Regions from separate parts of the Mus musculus genome. Here regions 2, 3 and 4 are each linked to region 1. Evidence: chromatin contacts called from public Hi-C and HiChIP or PLAC-seq data. All regions are on one chromosome and are shown on one strand. The core of a region is the stretch at or near the end of the contact, and the rest is flanking DNA. Distances in the headings are between cores, read along the strand shown.

What was found. A called contact is a pair of places that touch in the nucleus more often than the background predicts. HiChIP or PLAC-seq counts read pairs in DNA pulled down with a chosen protein or histone mark.
Region 2: a Hi-C map of the N1E-115 cell line shows a contact between it and region 1, with 4 times the contacts expected there. The contact joins the enhancer-like site here to the promoter of Rpl37a in region 1. A contact is called at or near these places in 1 of 39 promoter capture datasets (stem cell-derived epiblast-like cells), 1 of 484 Hi-C or Micro-C datasets (the N1E-115 cell line) and 2 of 115 datasets of contacts at active chromatin or transcription factors (epiblast stem cells and pancreatic cancer cells).
Region 3: a contact with region 1 is called in an HNF4G HiChIP or PLAC-seq map of pancreatic cancer cells. The contact joins the enhancer-like site here to the promoter of Rpl37a in region 1. A contact is called at or near these places in 2 of 39 promoter capture datasets (the 3T3-L1 cell line and embryonic stem cells), 1 of 484 Hi-C or Micro-C datasets (nephron progenitors), 1 of 115 datasets of contacts at active chromatin or transcription factors (pancreatic cancer cells) and 1 of 9 other capture datasets (pancreatic islet).
Region 4: a Hi-C map of embryonic stem cells shows a contact between it and region 1, with 2.5 times the contacts expected there. The contact joins the enhancer-like site here to the promoter of Rpl37a in region 1. A contact is called at or near these places in 4 of 484 Hi-C or Micro-C datasets (the CH12 cell line, embryonic stem cells, myocytes and 1 more).

Annotation. Positions count from the first base shown.
Region 1 is chr1:72,708,885-72,713,728 of GRCm38.p6, reverse strand. Rpl37a (ribosomal protein L37a) reads right to left here and starts at 2,469. Exons shown (of 4, transcript NM_009084.4): 1 at 2,406-2,469; 2 at 1,929-2,057; 3 at 1,505-1,587; 4 at 1-227. The coding sequence starts at 2,408. The coding sequence ends at 164.
Region 2 is chr1:72,487,768-72,492,687 of GRCm38.p6, reverse strand. The region is part of intron 1 of Marchf4 (membrane associated ring-CH-type finger 4); the gene reads left to right. Among named protein-coding and RNA genes, the nearest start is that of Marchf4, 47 kb to the left of the region's middle. Within about 2 kb of position 2,312, at least 36 of the 459 cell types and tissues checked have an H3K27ac peak or open chromatin away from gene starts, as enhancers often do. A contact at or near this core is called in the N1E-115 cell line, where this site is marked.
Region 3 is chr1:72,463,422-72,468,596 of GRCm38.p6, reverse strand. All of the region lies in intron 1 of Marchf4 (membrane associated ring-CH-type finger 4), which reads left to right. Among named protein-coding and RNA genes, the nearest start is that of Gm39661, 53 kb to the right of the region's middle. Within about 2 kb of position 3,391, at least 49 of the 459 cell types and tissues checked have an H3K27ac peak or open chromatin away from gene starts, as enhancers often do. A contact at or near this core is called in pancreatic cancer cells, where this site is marked.
Region 4 is chr1:72,962,362-72,967,302 of GRCm38.p6, reverse strand. No RefSeq gene overlaps it. Among named protein-coding and RNA genes, the nearest start is that of Gm31137, 20 kb to the left of the region's middle. Within about 2 kb of position 3,677, at least 109 of the 459 cell types and tissues checked have an H3K27ac peak or open chromatin away from gene starts, as enhancers often do. A contact at or near this core is called in the CH12 cell line, embryonic stem cells, myocytes and 1 more, where this site is marked.

The DNA.
Region 1 (4,844 bases), core at 1,220-3,719:
GCCAGCCAGGGTCACACAGTATGTCTCAAAACAAGCATCTTTCGAAAATAAAAAATAGAACACACACCAAATGTTTTAATTAACCACAAACAAGGCAAAAAAAAAAAAGTTACGTAAATAACCCGTTTATTGCAGGCTAGGCAAGTCTCAGACAGCAGGGCTTCTACTGGTCTTTCAGTTCCTTCAGTCTTCTGATGGCAGACTTCACTGTGACTGCAGAGGTGGTGCTGTGAAGAAAAACCATTTCCAACATAACTGTGAATGTTAACATAGAACACCTGAGTGTATCTGTCCCATTGTTCCCCTATAGTCCTGAAATTTCTTAATTTTCTCATGGAAAGAATGATAGCATCCTTCGCCAACACCAACCATGCTGCAGTGAACCTTACCTAACAAGACCAGTGCTGATGTCACACTGGCATGGTGGCACCCTTCAAAAGCCAAGACTTGGGGCACTCTCACTATTCTAAGGTGCTTGAGCATCTGATTTCTTCAATATTGAAAAAGAGACAGACCCAGACTCCACGAGATCTTAAGGTGCTCTCCTCTGTAGACAGGATAGAGGAGGCCTATGATAAGTTTTAAGCCTACACCCCCAAACCAAACAGCCAGACCACACACTGTGTATGAATAGTCAGTCACCTATCAGGACAGAGCACTTGCTACCACTACTCCTTGTGCACTCAAGCTGCTCTTAAACACACTCAGACTGTTTTTTCAATACCAAGGCGTCAAGAAAAACTGCAACCCACATGTTCACCTCCTCAGCAACTAGCCACACTCAGAGGGCCATGCTGGAAGTATAAAAACACCACACCACTTGGATACCAGACTTCTGGCCAGCAAACTCAGGGGTGGAGGGGCAGCTGTTGGTTTGAGATGCTAAAGCTCTTAAGAACAAAGCAAACAATGACAGGAGGCTTCATTTCAACAACATCTGGCTCTGTCAAGGTCATAGCACTAAATATGCCCAAACAGCCTCCAATGTTCTATACAATCCCGAGTCAATTAACCTCAAACCATTTTATAGAAATAACTTGTAGTGTTAAGTCAAGTCCAGCACAAACACCAATGGACTTAGATCAACTGTAATTTTCCAAAGAGCATGGTGACTGTACAATTCAAAAGGAATATGAGAATCAAAGTCTGAACTTCTTCTTTTTTTTTTTTTCCCCCGAGACAGGGTTTCTCTGTGTAGCCCTGGCTGTCCTGGAACTCACTTTGTAGACCAGGCTGGGCTCGAACTCAGAAATCCGCCTACCTCTACCTCCCGAGTGCTGGGATTAAAGGCGTGCGCCACCACGCCCGGCTCTGAGCTTTTATCTATAACCATAACTTTGTTTTTGAGACAGGGTTTCACTGTATAGCCCTGACCAAAAACTATTAACTTTTAAACCCAAACTCATGATTTGCTTTAAACTAAAACAAATCCGATATGCACCAGACCTGGAACACGGGCTGTGCAGTCCATAGCCTTTCCTATACCACAGGAGAAAACACTCACTTGTAGGTCCAGGCCCCACCGGCCACTGTTTTCATGCAGGAACCACAGTGCCAGATGCCGACGGCTCGTCTCTTCATCTTGGTCTGTAAGTAGTTAAGATCTTGTTATGAAATATATATAAAAAAAAAATCCCTGAGACTTCCAGAGAGTAAACTATGGAAAAGCCAGCTTATCCATTAGCAGTTAAATTCTAGTAACCCAAGCAGAGTATTATTTACAGGCTAAACAGACCTCTTTGGGGTTGGTACAGATGCGCTGACATCGCTATCAATTTCCCAAGATCGGACTTTTTCCTCTCCAAACCATTCACCCTTAAGTTCCTCACTAGTTGCAAGTAAACAACGAATGCTCCGCAAAAAGCGAGCCCAAACCGCCTTAGCTCGGGAGCAATGGCACCCTCCTCCCTAACCCGAGGCCGACTTGCCTTGCCACAGAAGGAGCAAGTGTACTTGGCGTGCTGGCTGATTTCAATTTTCTTCACCATTTTCCGGAGGGAGGCACCATAGCGGGTCCCGTACTTGCCGACGATGCCGACCTTCTTGGTGCGTTTAGCCTGTTGACAGAGGAAAGGAACGGAGCAGAGACATTGAGCCAGTCGGTGCACGCCAACGCGCCGCTGAGCACAAACTCGGCTGAATCCTGTTTTCCCTCAAGCTCAACCATCAAGGAAGGCGCCCACAGAGCGCCAAAAGGCTCCAGATTGTGCATTAACTACCGCGCTGGGCCAAGCCCCGCCGAGCCGCCTCCGGCCGCGTACGGGGCTCCAGACGCCGGGAGAAGCCCGACAGCAGACAGGACAGGGACAGCACAGACTACCCGAGGTGGGCTGAGAGCGGGACGCCGGAGACTAAGGCAGATGACGATGGATAGCGACTTCCAAAGCGGTTACGAAGACACTCACCATGTCGCCGGAACCCAAGCCCAAGTCCGAAGAGGAAGGGACGCAATGCGCATGCGCGGTTTTAGACCGGCGAGCGGAAGTGACGCGACCTCCTCTCTCGGAAGTGAACTCGGTGTTCTGGCGGTTTATTCGCTGTCTCCACTGAGAAATGCATAGATGCGCAGAAGTGGTTCACGAGCTGGAAGCACATCCTTCTTAGCTTACACATAACCAAAGTTCTGCAGAGCAGATGCGATTTCTTGCGTTCTGCTCGCGAAGAGACGGGTTTTAGGTGGCTTGCCTTTAAGTGTTTAAAGCGCGACGTTTGTGACTGAGGCGCATTGCCTTCCCACTATATTATACTTCGGAAAATCGCCAGGCCGGGTGCTAGATGCTGGCCATAGTAAACGCCTAGGATCCGCTCCCAGGCCGAGTTACAGTTCGGCTGGGAGACAGTCATATTCGTCACGATTAAGAGTTACGAAATGGGCTGGAGAGATGGCTCAGCGATTAAGAGCGCAGACTGCTCTTCTGAAGGTCCTGAGTTCAAATCCCAGCAACCACATGGTGGCTCACAACCATCCATAATGAGATCTGATGCCCTCTTCTGGAGTGTCTGAAGACAGCTGCAGTGTACTTACATATAATAAATAAATAAATCTAAAAAAAAAAAAAAAAAGAGTTACGAAATGTTGCTGATCAGAGTTCTGGGGATAATGTAAGGAATAGAGGCTACTTGAACCCAAGACCCTAAAGTGGTGGTTCTCTTTCTTTCTTTTTTTGGGGGGGAGGGGAGGGAGGTTTGGAGACAGGGTTTCTCTGTGTAGCCCTGGCTGTCCTGGAACTCACTCTGTAGACCAGGCTGGCCTCGAACTCAGAAATCCGCCTGCCTCTGCCTCCCAAGTGCTGGGATTAAAGGCGTGTGCCACCACGCCTGGCTCTGAAATTTTTAAACACTTCTCTCTCCTAAGATTTTCTTAAACTTTAAGATTTCCAGTGGGAAATGATGTTAGTGTTTGATTTTAAAGAAGTCTGTCTTGGGGCTAGAAAGAGGGCTCATTGACTCTGCTTTCCACCCACATGGTGGCTCAAAAGTGCGTGTAACTCTACTTTTAGGAGACTCCTTGTGACCTCACGTGGTCCACAGATATGTGTACAAGAAAAATATCTATACATAGAAAATAAATAAATATTCGGAAAGATTTGTCTTTTTTTTTTTTTTAAAAAAAGAACTGATTCTCTTTGTAATGTGAAAGTTTGTGAAACTCTTAATTCTTAAGTATTTTTGTACATTATTTATTTAATTTTTCCTCTATTTGTTTTGTTTTCCTCTTGGAACATGTAATTTGGGGCTAGCATTTATGAGTCTACCATAATTTGAGATTGTGTTTATTTATTTATGTGTTTATTTGTATTGGGATTGAACCTAGGGCTTCATACATACTACCCAAGTTACTATAATTGAACTGTATACCCAGCCTTTTCTTATTTTTTATTCTGATACAAGGTCTCATTAAGTTGTCCAACTTTGAACTCCCTTTACAATTCAGGTAGTCCTTTATCTTGCCATGCCAGCTTTTTGAGTAGCTAAATACAGGCCCAGGATGGTTACATTGCTCTTTTTAGTGACTTTTAGTCTTTTTGACTCTAATTCATTGTAAGAAAGACATCTTACACAGCGACCCACTTCATACAAATCTAGTAAAATCAAGAATCCCATAAAACAGTATATGCCATTATGTGTGTTATACTCCAGTTTCTAGCATATTGTAGCATATTCTCTCTTTGCTAGCTTATTAAAAACATGCCAGTTGCTATATACTTCATAAATGGTTCTCAGCCATGGAGATCTTGTTTACCCTCTCCTTCCCAGGACACAGCAATATCTGCAGACATTTGATAAGGGTGGCGTTATCCTCTAGTGAGGAAGAGGACAATGATTTATGCATAGACAACTACACACACACATACATACACACATGTACTCAGACATCACACCTGGTCTGTGCCAAGACTGAAAAACCCTACACTGTATTATTTTTGTTTTTTAACTTGTAAAAACAAACAAACAAAAAAAGGTTTCTACAGAGTATAGTTAAGGGGTTCAAGACAGCCTAAGGGAGTTACTGGATTTAACTTGCTTTTTTATTTTTTTTTAAAAACTTCTTGGATATTTTCAAGATTATAATATAATTAAATCATTTTCCCTTTCCTTTCTTCCCTCCATACCCTTCCCTATACTCCAATTTACTCTTGTTCAAACTAATAGCATTATAACAATTTATTGCTTATTGTATTCATTTATCTCTCTCTATATATATATTCCTAAGTGTAACCTACTGATCATATATTATCTTATTTGTATGCATGTCTTTAGAGCTAACCATTTGTGGTGTGCTCTTCTCTGGGGAAGACTATCTGTCTGTTTATTCAGATATCTTGGTTGCCTTCAGTTTTGTG
Region 2 (4,920 bases), core at 1,063-3,562, 220 kb after region 1:
ACAAATCCCAGCCGCTGGAGGAGTCACCCCACTGCTGTTAACAGCAGGATGATCAGACTGTACAAGGCGGGGGGGGGGGGGGGGGCTCTTTGTAGCAAGTAGTTCTGTTTATGGTAGGGCATTTCATGACAAGATGTTTCCATCCTCACAAAACATACCCTGACTCACACAACTAGGCCCTTGAATCTTCAGATTAGTTGTAAGACTCCTCATGAATGTTGAAACCCCTCTCCCAGAAAAAAAAAAAAAAAATGGACATGTTCTGAGAATATATGTGCCAAAAACATTTGTTTAAGTCAGGATTTCTATTGCTGTGACAAAACATCATGACCAAAAAGCAAGTTGGGGAGAAAAGGGTTTATTTGGCTTACACTTCTATATTGCTGTTCATCATTGAAAGAAGTTAGGACAGGAGCTCAAATAGGCAGGAACCTGGAGGCAGGAGCTGATGCAGAAACCATGGAGGGATGCTGCTTACTGGCTTGCTTGCCTGACTTGCTCAGTCTGCTCTCTTATAGAACCCAGCACTGCCAGCCCAGGGATGGAGCCACCCACTTTGGCCTTGATCACTAATTGGCAAGATGCTTTACAGCTGGATTCATGGAAGCATTTTCTCAACTGAGGCTCCTTTCTCCTTGGTGCCTCTAGCTTGTGTCAAGGTGACTCACAATTGCCTATAGCTTCATTTCCAGGGAATCTGATACCCCTCTGGTCTCTAGGGGCACTCGTATACATGTGGTACATATAAAATCACACAGGCATGCACACAAAAATAAAATGAATAAATCCTTTTTAAAAGTAAGGTAGAAAATTAAGAAAAGAAGATATTAGATATCAACTTCTGGTCTCTACACACACATATTTATGAGCATGTGCCCAATACACAAACATATAAATCGCATGCAGAAATACACACACACACATACACACAGAGAGAGAGAGAGAGAGAGAGAGAGAGAAAATAACACTGTTAAACATTTAATCTTCTGTAAGGTAGTTGGCCAGCTAAAATATCAATATCATCAGAGGGCACATCTTCTAAAAGAATACAAATTGGAGACTGTGGCTTAAAGAATGGAGAATGTGATTCATCTTAAGTGCGGTTTATCCTACTCATGCTGGAGTTTGATCTTTGTTGTGAGGCTTAATCTGATGTGTAGAGACGGGAGCCTTGGGAAATGCATTCAGTTTGGATTAGGCAAATTGGACAGAACGCCTGAGATTGAATCCTAGTGACTTTAAATCAGGGGTAAGGGGGGCTTCCTGTCACTTCAAGATTCCCTGTGTCACCTTGGGACTCTGCCAGAAAGGAGGCCATCAGCAAATATGGCTCCTCCAACTTTCGCCTCCAGAATTCTGAACCCAAACGAATCTCTCTTCTTTACAAACGACCTGCTCCTCAGATATTTCAGCACAGCAATGAGAAAGCTGAGGGCTACAGGGAGACACCCACAGCAGGCTTGTACTGCTTGGACCCGGAAGCCCTTCCTAGCTGCCCCGTGCTTCAGAAGTTCTCTGTCCCTTCTCTGTCCCTCCAGGCAACCCATCTCTGACCCTCTACTTAGGTTCCTCTGATATGTCCAGGAATTGGGTTCTTAAACACGCCCATTCTCAGCCTTTAGGGTGGGTTTCTGAGAGCAGGGCACCCAGACCACTTGCCTTCAGGCCACACTGCGCTTTTCATGTAAATGCACTTTTTGTGCAATGTCCCAGATCTGCAGCATGGGAGTTCCTGGGGTGGGGCAAGGCATGCTGAGCCTTGGAGAATTTCTGCCTCAAGCACCATCCTTAGCTTTGTGTATTGATTTGGAGGCATGTCTCCTCCCTTATTCTCTTTTCCTCCCCAACTAAGACTCTTGGCCCAGGAGAGTGGCCACCTTCCCTTCAAAGATGTTTCCTTTTATAACCACAAACACTGTTCCTAGAAAGCCAGCTGGCACTCTCGGCTGAGAATTCTCTTGTTCTTCTCCCCCCCCCCCCCCAAGTTTTGTGATCTTGTGTTCTCGTTCCCTTTTCCTCTCCTTCTCCCTCCTCCTCCCCCTCCCCCCTCTCTCCCTTCCCTTGCCCCCTCCCTGGGTGTAGGATGGGTGGAAGGTGGGGCTTCTGTCATTATAAGAAATTGGGCAGGCTAGCACCCACCACAGGAAGCACAATTAAGAATGATCACAGTAGGAAGGCTGCTCTCCAGGAAGCACGGAGAGCTGTCAGGACAAGTGACCTTTCTAATCACGCCTGACATTTCGCAGCCTTGAAGGCGGAAGAGCTGCCCTTATTCTGGAGGCGAGATGTCGCTCTTTGTCACCCCAGACACCTGCATCTGAGGCTGTGGTGACTTGGCCCCCAGCCACTCAGTGAAGCAGAGCGTGCAGAGGGCTTTGTTTCTCTAGGGAAAGAGAACACACTGAGCCCAAAGCTTAGGTGTTTGGCAACTGAGTCTAAACCGGGGACAGAGAGGTATAGGAGAAGCATATCCCCTCCTCTGAGGATTAGCCTGCTCCCAAGGGCTCATGTGGCCAGGCTGATCAAACAGGGCCCATGGGGAGGATACCAAAGAGGATTACCTTCCAGTCCTTCCTGCCCCAGAGTACTGGCTGCCCTGACTCACATTTTATCCATCTCCTTATGAAAACGACTTTAACTTATTTTCTTAGTATTAAAAAAGAAAAGCTTATTCCAGAAAAGGCCACACAACATATATAGACTATAAAGAAGAAAACTGAAAGTACATTTAATCTTATCAACCAGATAAACACTCTTAATATTTTGAGGACAGCTGACCAGAGTGGTGACTTGAATCCAAAATTGCAGGAGTGGAGAGACCCAGGGAGGTCTCAGGTTCGAGGCCAGCCTGCAGGACAAAGTGTCAAAAAGCAAGCAAGAAGCAAAACAATGTTTTGAGGGCATACAATCTCTTTTTAAAGATTTTTTAAAAATATACATGAACGTTTTGGCTGCAGGTAGATAAGCACCGTGTGTGCGCAGATGCCTGGTGCCCACAGAAGTCAGAAGAGGGCATGAGATTCCCTGGAACTGGAGTTAGAGATGCTTGTGACCTGCTCCACAAACAAACCCAGGTCCTCTGCAAGAGCAGCCAGTGGTCTTAACTGCTGGTCCATCTCTCCAGCCCCGTATACACAATATTTTAAAACAAAATTGAACACTATCATAAATGCTATTTTGTAAGATACTTTTAAAAAAAAAAAAACTTAACATCCTGCATCCTGAGCACGTCGACTAAATGTAAGTTGAACAAAGTCATTCTTAGTGATTCCCCTGTGATCCATTCTGGGAAAAGGACTTCTGGTTGTTGTAAGTTCCCCCGCAGGACACACCATTCCTGCAGGTACTGCAATGCCAGGTTAACATAGACAGTGACCACAGCAGGCTCCTAGGCTATTTTGGTGTTCCTACCAATCCAGCCAGTATGTTGTCTTCAGATACAGTGTGCATCAGCTATTCAGTGGATAGCATATAAAGTACTTGGTCTCAGCCAAAAGGCTGAGAAGCGCTGGCTCTGAGTTTTAGGCATGGTGGAATATTCTAGAGCAAATGTCCTCACAGTTGAATATTCCGAGGGAACTGAGGGAACTTTCTTATGATATATTCCCTAAACATGGACTTACCGAGTTGAAGGATACGAGTACGTGCTGGTGCTCGCCCCACCAGCATGGGAGGATCTCTTGACTCCACCTGCCTTGAGACTGAGGATTGTCTTTAAATCTTTACCATTCCCAGGAGTGAAAATGGTAACTCCCAATGGTCTGAGTGGGTCTTCCTCCCTCCCTCCCTCCCTCCCTCCCTCCCTCCCTCCCTCCCTCCCTCCCTCCCTATTTTCTATATATGGGTGCTTTGCCTGCATGTATGTCCAAGCACAGTGTGTGAACCAGGTGTTCATGGAGGCCAGAAGAGGGCATCAGATCCTTTGGACCTGGAGTCACCAATGGTTGTCGGTGCCATATGGGTCCTGGAGATTGAATCTGGGTCCTCTGCAAGAGCATGTGCCTTTAACCACTGATTCAGCTCTCCAGCTCTTGAGTGTGCATTTCTATGTGTCTGAATTTAGAAGAGTTTCCTTTGTTCAGTGGCCGTTTGAGTTGGGTTTGTATGTGTGTGTGTGTGTGTGTGTGTGTGTGTGTGTGTGTGTGAATTCTCCTGACTTCCATTCCTTTTTTTGGGGGGGGGGGGGGGTGCTGAAACTTTCTAATATTTAGTTTCAAGTAGTTTCTGGTTAGTAATGAGAACTACTTATTATCACTGAATTACGTTTTTTTCCTAGTTTTTTGTTGTCTTCAGTTCCACGTGGGTTCTGTCACAGAGACATTAAAGTCTTCTTATGTTGTCTGAATAACATCTGGTTCTATCTTTAAAAAAAGAAAGAAATCATATTTATAGAGGCCTTACTTATTCTGTTACATTTTGTCTATCTATTCAGTATTTGTTTCCCCAGCTAGAGTGTAAACTCTGTGGAGGGCAGAAATAAATATTTACTGTGTTTTCGTCTTGCATGTTGTTCTCAATTTCCAGGCTCCTTTGGCCGTTCTCCCCACCGTCTGCAATGGTCTTCTCTTCTCTTCATACTCATGGTGAGATGGCATCTCTGTAGAGAGCTCTTTCTGGTTACCTACTCTCAGGAAGGTTCCATCAGCCCTGTTCTTCTCTCACACAGCACTCTTGTTTTCTTCATGACCTTTATTCTAAGAAGAAGCATAGACCATTTCATCTATCTGATATTTGCCTCCCCAGATAGACTATAAACTCCACGGAGGGCAGAAGTCAGAACTCTTTTGCATTCTAAGCGCCAAAGCTAACATCTGGCATATGACATAAACACAAAAGAAATTTGTTAAAGGTCATTGAATGTTAAGTCAATGGTATAAGGTATGCACTAAAGATTTGGTTTAAAATTTTCCAGATGGCGTC
Region 3 (5,175 bases), core at 2,142-4,641, 250 kb after region 1:
ACTGGCTGGCTGCAATTAATGTCTCTTCTAGAGCCTGATTAGCTAAGGGGAGGCCAGACTACGGCTTCTACCCCCAAGCCCACATTTAAATTGGGAAATGGGAGGTTTCCTATCTTGTTGCCTATATTCAGAGTCCTTGGTTAGTCCAAATGTGTTAACCCTTCATCTCTCTCTCTTAGTAGTGGAGTTAGAGCATAGAACTAAGATATCATCCCTCAACTGGATGTTCCCGGGAGTAAAAGAGAAGAGACTTCTTGACTCTTCCTTTTACTATCTCCAATGCGGATTAGTAGGCTGAGCTGGGTGCCCATGAACTCCCAGATAGAGCTGAGGAAGCAACAGAAGCCATGGACAATGGTTAGTGTTATAGAGCTCTGAGTGTAGAGGATGATTCACTTGACAAAAGACAGAGAGTTCAAATGAGGGGAAATGAGGAGAGAAGGAAATTAATAAAAATAGAACGTATTGTGTGGTACACATTGTACATCTGGTTGAGCAAGGAAGTGCTGTAAAGCCGCACTCACGCAGATGATGGGACTCAGGCTCAAGTGAAGGAAATTGTCCCAGACCAGCTAGCTAACGTGGTAGAGTGATTGTCTCAATGGCCTCCCCATTGTCACTTCCTTTGGCAATGACCATTTCCATCAGGTCTAGAGGAGCTGCATGCCTTGCCTTGGGCAATGGAGCCTTGATAATGTGCATGCAAGCAGAGGGTTAAAGCGTTTGAGGACTGAAGTGCCCTCTCTTGCTAGTGGGACTCCTGTTGTCATGCCAACAAGCTGGGCAGTGTCACTAGATGATATGAGACACCTGGATCAGAATTGGGTCATCCCATCCTGGATTAGCCAGTACTTAGCTAATTCATACATCCAGTCAAGATCAGCCAAATCATATCAGGCGAACCATTCGCCTGTGAAGTTGTAAGTGGTTGTTTAAGGTTTTTGTTGGAGGGCGCATACTCAGAAGAATAGTTAGTGGCTAGGGTTGACGGACGGAGCTAGTGGATGGCAGAATGTGGATGCTGTCCATTTATCATGAAAAAAAGAAAAGGCTGAAGACACAGATTTCATTAGGATACCCTTTTTAGTCACAGGCTTGCAGTCACACAAGGCTTTTATTGGGAGATGGTAATGTCTCTAAATCTGGGCAATTGTGAGCTATCCCCTGGCTGGCAGGTCTTGTATGTTCCAAGTGCTTCAATCCTGAGCGCTTACTCTGGTTGTTGCCATCTCAGAATCTGGGTAGAGCAAAGATTCTTGACAGGAGTCCTCAAATCATCCCCATCCCCATCAGTCCTTCCGAGCAGGCAAAACCCTCACCTGAGATCCTGCAGGTTTCCCCTGACTAAGTACACCTCGGTCCTTTCATAGCTGAAAGACCCTCCTCTCCTAGACGTCCTTCAGTTGCATTGCTCATTGCCAGCGTATTACAACTGAAGTCTGCGTCTTCCCAGAGAAAGATTCAAAGACATTTCCTGGGGCTTCTTTCTTGAGTCATGGCTCTGATGCCCTCAACAGATAGCTCCAAGAATGTGAAGAAGGGGAGGGACCTTGAGTATGGAAAAATAGCAGCAAATGCTAACTCTGGTGTTAGCAAGCAGCAGTATCATTTTTTTTTTTTTGAAGACTATCATGGCAACCTGTGTCCATAGCCTTAAAAGTTCCCATGCCCTTTGAAGGAGTGGCTCTATTCCTTCTAAGGACACCTGGACATGATTTGTGATATCAGGAAACCACTGGGGGAATTCTTATAGAACATCTCCCTGGATTGGAGGCAGGGGGGGGCATGGGGGGAGAGGGGGCACTTATGTGGGAAGGGGGCTGTAATTAGAGGAAACTTTAATTTCTAATCAATCATTAGTTCTAAGATATGGCTTTCCTCTCCCACCCCAGCCTCTGAGCAGGTGTATTGACATGGTAGGAAGACTTGTCTTAAAAAAACCTAAAGACCAGCAAAGCTCTACAAAGAGTGGCTGAAATGTGAAATGATCAATGATGTGAGAATGGGATCTAAATATAGGACTTTTCAGCATAGATGGATGACGACTGGGGGTGAAGGCAGGGGGATGAACCAAGTGTTGAACAATTATAAAGACTAAGAACAAGAGGAACATGGCTCGCCAAGTCCCAGACAGGACTGACTGAGAACACTGAGTCACAAGTGCTTGCAGAATGGCCTGGTCATCTGACAGAGACTGAAAGCAAACAAAAGGAAGCTAGACTTTCTTTATCAGCCCCTAATTAAGGGAAACATGCGTGTAAGATCATGCTGGGACTCTGGGTGGGTTTGGAATGTGTGTCACCATGTGAGAATGTCTCTTGGGCTGGGGTTGGCTTGCATTTTCAACATGAGGACCGAATGGTGGTGTCCACCCAAGGCTGCTGAATGTTCATGAATGGACACTGTCCTCTGCCCTCAGACGGAAACGCGCTGGTCTGTATATATCCCCCACACCTCCACACCCCTACATCTTCACCCTGGTCCTCTGCCACCTGGTCCCCATACAGGTTTCTATGCCTGAGTTCAAAGAGGACATTGGGAAGTGGTGCTGGTGAGAAAGATAGGTTCTCTTGGGTTCCTTCCATTTGTTGGGATTGGGGGCAGTCTAACCAGAGACTAGAGTAGGGAAAGAATATCTTTAAGACACTCCCTGCAGGGCAGTGGTGGCACACACCTTTAATCCCAGCACTTGGGAGGCAGAGGCAGGTGCATTTCTGAGTTTGAGCTCAGCCTGGTCTACAGAGTGAGTTCCAGGGCAGCAAGGACTACACAGAGAAACCCTGTCTCGAAAAACCAAAAACCAAAAACCAAAAAAAAACCCCAAGACACTCCCCACCCTCCACCCCATTCCAAAAGAAAGAGAGAGAGAGAGAGAGAGAGAGAGAGAGAGAGGGAGAGGGAGAGGGAGAGGGAGAGGGAGAGGGAGAGGGAGAGGGAGAGGGAAGGAGATGGGCAGGGGGAGAGGGAGGGGGAGAGGGAGGAAGGGAGGGGGAGGGGGAGGGAGAGAGAGAGAGAGAGAGCCAGAAGGTAAGGACTATAGAATTCTTTGAAACAGAAAATAAAATTGCCAAGATAACAGCAGCCACAGTGACTTGGAGCCGCTTACTTTGGAGCCCGCAGCCTGGAGTCTATTCACACGCCAGAGTCATTCAAATTCGCTTAGCATGCTTTCTGCTGACAAGGAGCGGCAGCCAAGATTTCAGGAATAGTATGCTTTCCCGAGAGGCGTGAAAAGAACCGAGCTGGGTTTGCAGCAGACTCTGGCATGGGCAAGGTCCTGCAGGGAAGTGGGGCCTTGTCTTGGGAGCATGGAACCTGAACAGGGCTCAGAAAGAGGAAGGAATCTCTTCTGTGCCATGGGATCCTCCTAAGGGCTTTAGGTTGATCTGTGTAAGTCTGCCGTTCAACCTGTGGGTCATGACACCCCTGAGAGTCACGGGTCAGATATCCCACATATCAGATGTTTACATTATGATTCATAAAAGTAGCAAACTTGCAGTTATGAAGTAACAACCAAATACTTTTATGGCTGAAGGTCAGCACAACGTGAGGAACTGTGTTAAAGGGCTGCAGTGTTAGGGGAGTTGAGAACCACAGCTCTAAGTGAAGCACAATGACTGTGAGGTTGATTTGAGGAGGAAGTCAGATCCACAGGAGGAACCGACAAACAATACACAGGCTTACTGTAATCCCTTTTAAAGGCAGGCAAGAGAGATTACAAGCAAGAGTCTTTCCTTCTCTGAGTCCTCCTCTGTTGCTAAACTCTTTTTCTTAATTATAATTATTAATACATATTAGTTATACACACTAGCGAGTTTCACTACAATTTTCATGCATTGATATAGTATGCTTTTTGACCATGGTCACTCCCATCTCCTTCCTATTCTTTCTGTCTTTCTTTTCTTCTTCTTTTTTCTTTCTGGTCTTTAGGCCCCGTCCTCCCTACCTCACTATCCTCTAGTGTTCCCATGCACACATAAGGCCGCAGCTGTACCCAAAACAGGAGAGGGAAAGACTGATGCCTGCAAACACCCGTAACTCAATACCAACCCCCACCCACTGTCACAGAAGGTAGAATTCACGAATGTGGAAAAGCAGGCTTGGGGAGGAGGGTCGTGGAGGCAGGAGGATGCATAAGGATCTGGGGCACTGGTTTTCTTTGTCCCTCCCCCCAACGTGCCAGGGCAGATATCAAACACCTGGAAACCCAAAGCTTTCCTGCAGGTATCACCGAACCCTATATTCCTGGCTCACAGCATCTTCAGACCCGTGGCTTTCAGGACAGCAAAGTACATTACTTGGTGAAGCGACAATAGTTATAGTGCTCTCATTTGCAGAGCTGGCACCTCCCTCCTCCTGTTAGGGTGTGAAGTTACGGTAAAGGTAGGTAGGTATACATGGAAGGGCATGGTATAGTGCCATCACAGACACTCCCTGTGTGCTCCATAGGGCTCTAAGCATTTCTCATATCTTACCCCATTTTAATCCTTCTGAGAAACCTCTCTGGTCCTACTTTAACCTCTAAGGAAACTTGCCTAAGGTCATGCATAATGGAGCCAGGGTCCTCAGCAACGATGTCGTATCACCTCATGCACATATTAGAACCATGCTTGGCCCCTAGCACATATTCAAAGGCATGGACTATAGACTAGCAAGAGAGGCAACAACAGGCCAGGGGGTGGTGGCATACACATTCAATCCCAGCACTCCAGGGGCAGAAGCAGGTGGATCTCTATGAGTTCAAGGCCTACAGAATGAGTCCAGAACAGCCAGGGCTACACAGAAGAAACTGTCTTGAAACACAAACACACACACACACACACACATACACACACACACACACACACACACACACACACACACACAGAGAGAGAGAGAGAGACAGACAGACAGACAGACAGACAGACACAAAGAGACAGGGACAGGGACAGAGAGACAGTCAGAGAGACAGAGACAGAGAGACAGAGGACAGAGTGAGAGAGGACAGAGTGGAAGGAGAGAAGGAGAGAGAGGGGAGAGAAGGGGAGGGGGAGAGGGAGAGAGGAGAGGGAGAGGGAGAGAGGAGAGAGGAGGAGAGAGATGGGAGCTTGGAGCAACTTGCCCAATATCTTTCACCCAGCAAATGGGAGAATTGGTATTTGAACCCAGAATTCAAAGCCTGTGACAAGAATTGGC
Region 4 (4,941 bases), core at 2,428-4,927, 250 kb before region 1:
CCCTAGAACTGTAGTTATGCACTGTTGTAATCTGCTAAGAATCAAACCTGGGTTCTTTGGAAGAACAGCTAGTACTTTTAACCTCTCCAGACCCCACGTAATCATTTCTTAAGCCAAAGTGAAAATTATTTTCATGTCTACTGTTCCTATTGGCCCAAGCATCTAAGGGGGGGGGGGCATGCTTTCAGCAGGACTTTATCCTGAGATTTCCATTCCCAAGATTGAGGGCTGTGGCTGCAGGACACTGGAGATTAGAGGGAATGGGATCTGAGCCACTCCATTCTGAGGCTAGGAGAATCCTTTGGGATCCCAGATGCATATGACAGGCATCTGAGGGACAACCAATTAGGAATGTCTGTGTCCCTGTCTCTTGGTACAGGACCTGTTCATCCATGTCTCAGCTAGGGAACAGAGGCCAAAAAACTTAGCAAAACCTCACATGGTAACTGGATGGTGGGATCATTGGGCTCCTTGAGACCAGCTTCAGCTCTGCCCTATTTTAGCCAAGCCTGAAGTTACTGGATCAGGCTGGGCCTACTGGGCTAGAGAGCTGAGTCACCCATGGGAAGGGACAGCAGGAACTGTAAATCACCATGCATTTAAGGATGGCTTTCTAAAACCCTGGCTTGAGGCTCAGTGTCTTTATTTATATCTCTCACAGGAATATTTTTCAAACTCATGACAGCGCAGTCAGTATGGCTTTGGGCACACTCCAAGCACCTGGTCCCTTCTATAATGAGCCTTGCAGGTGACAGGCCTTCAGATGCCTGAGCCCAGATTCTGAGCCTACTGTGACTCAAGTCCACACGTACGCCCACTCGCTGCCAAGGCCAGGATCCCATCTCCTGCATGGAGGAAGTACAGCCAAGTTGATGGCACACTGTTGCCTGTAGATGCACAGTAAGTGTGCACACACATACATCCGTAAAATCTTCATGTACAAGCTACTGCAAAGCCTGGATTCTCTACACATTTCAGAGACTGTCCCTGCTCACAAGGACATCTGACTCAGGGAACAGAGGGAGAGCCCCTTCAGCCATCGGTTGAGCACCTCTCTGCTCCAGAAGAACTTGGCCAATGACTAAAATGAAATTAGGTTATGTATCTTGGCATCCTAGGTTCAGCAGCTGGCACCATTGATGTCCTTATGAGGCAGATACAGATGAATCAGACAGGTCAGGTACGGTGATACATGCCCTTAAACCAAGCATTCAGCAGGCTTGAGGCCAGCCTGGTCTACACAGCAAGTCCCAGGACAGCCAGGACTCCAAAGAGAAACCCTGCCTCAAAAAAAGCAAACAAACAAACAAATCAAAAGAACCAGGCATCAGAGGCTGTTGAAACATTTGTAGGTGCAAGAGCCACTGGCCATCGATCTTCCCTCTCAGATTTCCTGGAACACACACACACACACACACACACACACACACACACACACACACAATTTATTGAGCAGAGGGAAGGGAGAGATAAGCTTGTCTTGCCCTATTAATAAAAGTTCATGCCATGGCTGGTGAGGTATCTCAGTGGTTAAGAACACTGACTAGTCTTCCAGAGGTCCTGAGTTCAATTCCCAGAAAATACGTGGTGGTTCACAACCATCTGTAATGGGATCTGATGCCCTCTTCTGGTGTGTCTGAAGACAGTCACAGTGTGCCCATATACATAAAATAAATAAATAAATCTTTAAAAAAAATAAAAATAAAAGTTCATCCCTGTGACCTCTGTACTTGCCTGGTTTCTGTATCTTCCACCGCCCTAACCTTCTCATTTCCCCCCTGCTCTGTGATTAGATCAATTAGTGCAATTTGATAGACTGGTTGTTTATTTGTTGCCCTTGGCTTATTTGTCATTATTTGCTCTTTTCCTAAGTCTTCCTCATTCTACCAAATTCACTGTGAGTTGATGAGAAAGTAAAACACAGCACCCAGGAAGGAACATGAAGGACAGTGGCTTCAGTGGGTTTGAATCCAAGCTGCCCTTAAAACTCTGCTCAGTAACTTAATTTTGAGATACAGAGTCAGAAGAGAGTGGTCCTTCTAAGACATCCATCATAGTGCAGGGTCTATCCTCTGTGCTTTTTGTCGCTTCACCAAGATGAAACAGAACAGAACACCTTCCAATCTACAGGGGTTTTTTTTTTTTCTGATTTTTAGGTACAATGCTTGCAGCAATGTATTGACCACCCACCCTGCACCCAGTATTGAGCAAGTTCTACTATGCAAGGATTACATAGGTGAAGGATGACGTAGTCTGTGGGGCCCACCACAAACTAAGAGGAACAGATTGATTTATTTTCTCATTAGCAATGGAATAATGGGAAACGCTACCTATACTCTTTTCTTGACTATCATAGATCCATATCTCTCAGAAAGCACAGTGGGAAAGAGAAATGAACCCAAAAGAAAAATAGAGTCAGAGGGGAAAGCTATGACTTGGCAAAAAGGTGCATCAGGCCAGCTGGAAGAAATTTTTGTTGTTGTTGTTGTTGTCTTTGTTTTGTTTTGCGGGGGGGGGGGGGGCTCCTGATGAAGACAACGGCACTGATAGCAAACAGTTGTCGAGCAACTGAGATGGCTCATCCAACAAAGTGCTTCCCCATTACCATGAGTATGATCCCTAGGACCCACATCAAAGGTCAAGATCAGGAAGGTGCAGTGGAGGATGAAGCAGGAGAGTCCCTGGGGCTTCCTGACCAGCCTTGCTACGTGAATCATTGAACTTCGGGTAGTTTGAGACCTTGTCTCAAAAAAGAAAGTCAATTTCTAGCTTCCACAGGTGTATACACACACACACACACACACACACACACACACACACGAGAGAGAGAGAGAGAGAAAGAGAGAGAGAGAGAGAGAGAGAGAGCATCTTCTCCCTTCTCCTGAATCCAGGTTGCTTTGTAGTTTTCTTGAGCAATAGAGTGTGCTCCAAAGCAACAATGCCTTTCCCCTTCTAGAACCCCTTTCCCTGCCACATGGACACACCCAAGTTCTCCTGTGGTAGGAGGAGTGAGCATATGTGAGGTTGAATAAGTAAATGGAGCCAGGTTTTCATCATCTAGCCAAGCGATCCATCAGTCTGTCCATAAACACATAAGCCTACCCAGCTGAGATCAGAGATGTCCTCTTCAACCCCGCCATCCTTGATATTGTTCTTTAGACTACTGGGCAATGACAAATTAATACTGTCACCCATCTCCAACCATGGAGATGGTTCCTCATGTAGAACCTAATCTATGCAATAAACACTCAAATGCCAAGAGAGCTGCTAATGTTGGGCCACTCCATGTCACTCAAGATATACTTCATGACATAGTCTCAATCATCGCTAACAGAGTAGAACTGCATAGAGCGGCATGCAATGGACCTCAGACATTGACAAAAGGTGAAGCAAATAAGAAGTACACCATGCGTGTACTAATGTCACTCCCTGGCTCTCCTCCACCTCCCCAAGACATGTGCTTGGGAAAAGGGTTACCTGATCACCACTGCCTTTGTCCACCAGTTCCCTCAGGGATGGATTAATCCCTGCTCAGTTTCTTCCCCGCCTCTCCCCACCCCCATCCTGTCCCCAGTCTGGCTGCGCAGATGATGTAAGCAGTAGCCAATCTTGCAGCCAGCACAGTCAGCGGCTGGCTCACTTCCGTGTCCATTAAGGGAAGGCAGACACTTTAGAGAAAGAGCTGGAAAATATTACCACCCACTCCACTCAACCCTCCCTCCCCCAGCCCTTGCCCGCTCTATACTCCCAGGCTTCAAACACACAAACCCCACGAGACCAAGGCTGGGAAGTCCTGAAGGCTAAGAAAAAAGAAACTGGAATCAGAGCCCCATGGCCCCATGGGCCGAGCCATGAGACTGCTCTAGGCATGAGAACAGGTCTTGTGAGAGAAACCCAGAGCATCTGCAGAGCCCTCCTGTACCTTTTCCTTTTCCCCACGCTCTGCTGCAGCAGCAGCTGGCCAGCTGGTACCGATGAAGGGGACATCAGCATTCAATGTTGGGGAAGGGGGGCTGCACAGTGCATCCCCATCACTGAGAGGGCAGGAGGTGAATGCCTGTAACCCAGTACACTCAAGAGGTGAGAGCAGGAAGATTACAAATTCAAGGTCAGCCTGGAGTATGCAGAGAAACCTTGCTTTAAAAAAAATCATTTAAAAAATAACTTTCTCTTTAGAAAAGAAATGGGATTTGTTGTGACATGTTTAGACATATACATCACTACATTTTCTTACCCATTTCTCCTTTTCTCTCTCATCGCCTGCTTTGCTGCTACCCCCCCCCCCCCACACACACACACACACTTCTGTTTCATGACACATAAAATCTATTACCCTCCCATGTTCCTCTTCTCTTCCCTGTAGACCCCTTTCCTCTTGGATTTCCCTTCCGGCTTTTATTTCATTCATATATATGCATATTTATTTATTTGTGTGTGTGTTTTGTTTTGTTTTTGTTTCTGTTTGTTTCTTCATCCGTTATTTGAAATTGTCAGATCCCCTTGTAAGACACAGAACAGACTCAAGCTTTACAGGGACAAGTGTGGGCAGATGGAACCTGGTTCTTTTGCTGAGTTCAAGATTTTCAAAACCTTCTTTTAAGTCTCTATAATGTCTCCCAACTTTTAACCCAGACATAGTGAGCCTGTGGGGCTTCAGGGAGGTGGAACAATCTTTAGGAGATGAGCTTTGGGGAAAGGAGTAGAGGCACTGAACGCCCTTTAAGGCGATCTTGGTATGCCAGCCCCTCCCTCTCTGCCTCTCTTTGAGTTTTGAACCCCTTGGGGTGCTAATGGCTCTGAGCACAAAACTAATGGTGCCAAATAGCTCACAAACTAAACTCTCTGAAACTGTGTGCCAAAATAAACCTTTCTTCCTTTTAAGATGATTGTTCTTGTGTATTTTGTCACAGTCGTGGAAAACATTCCAACTCAGTGTTCAAA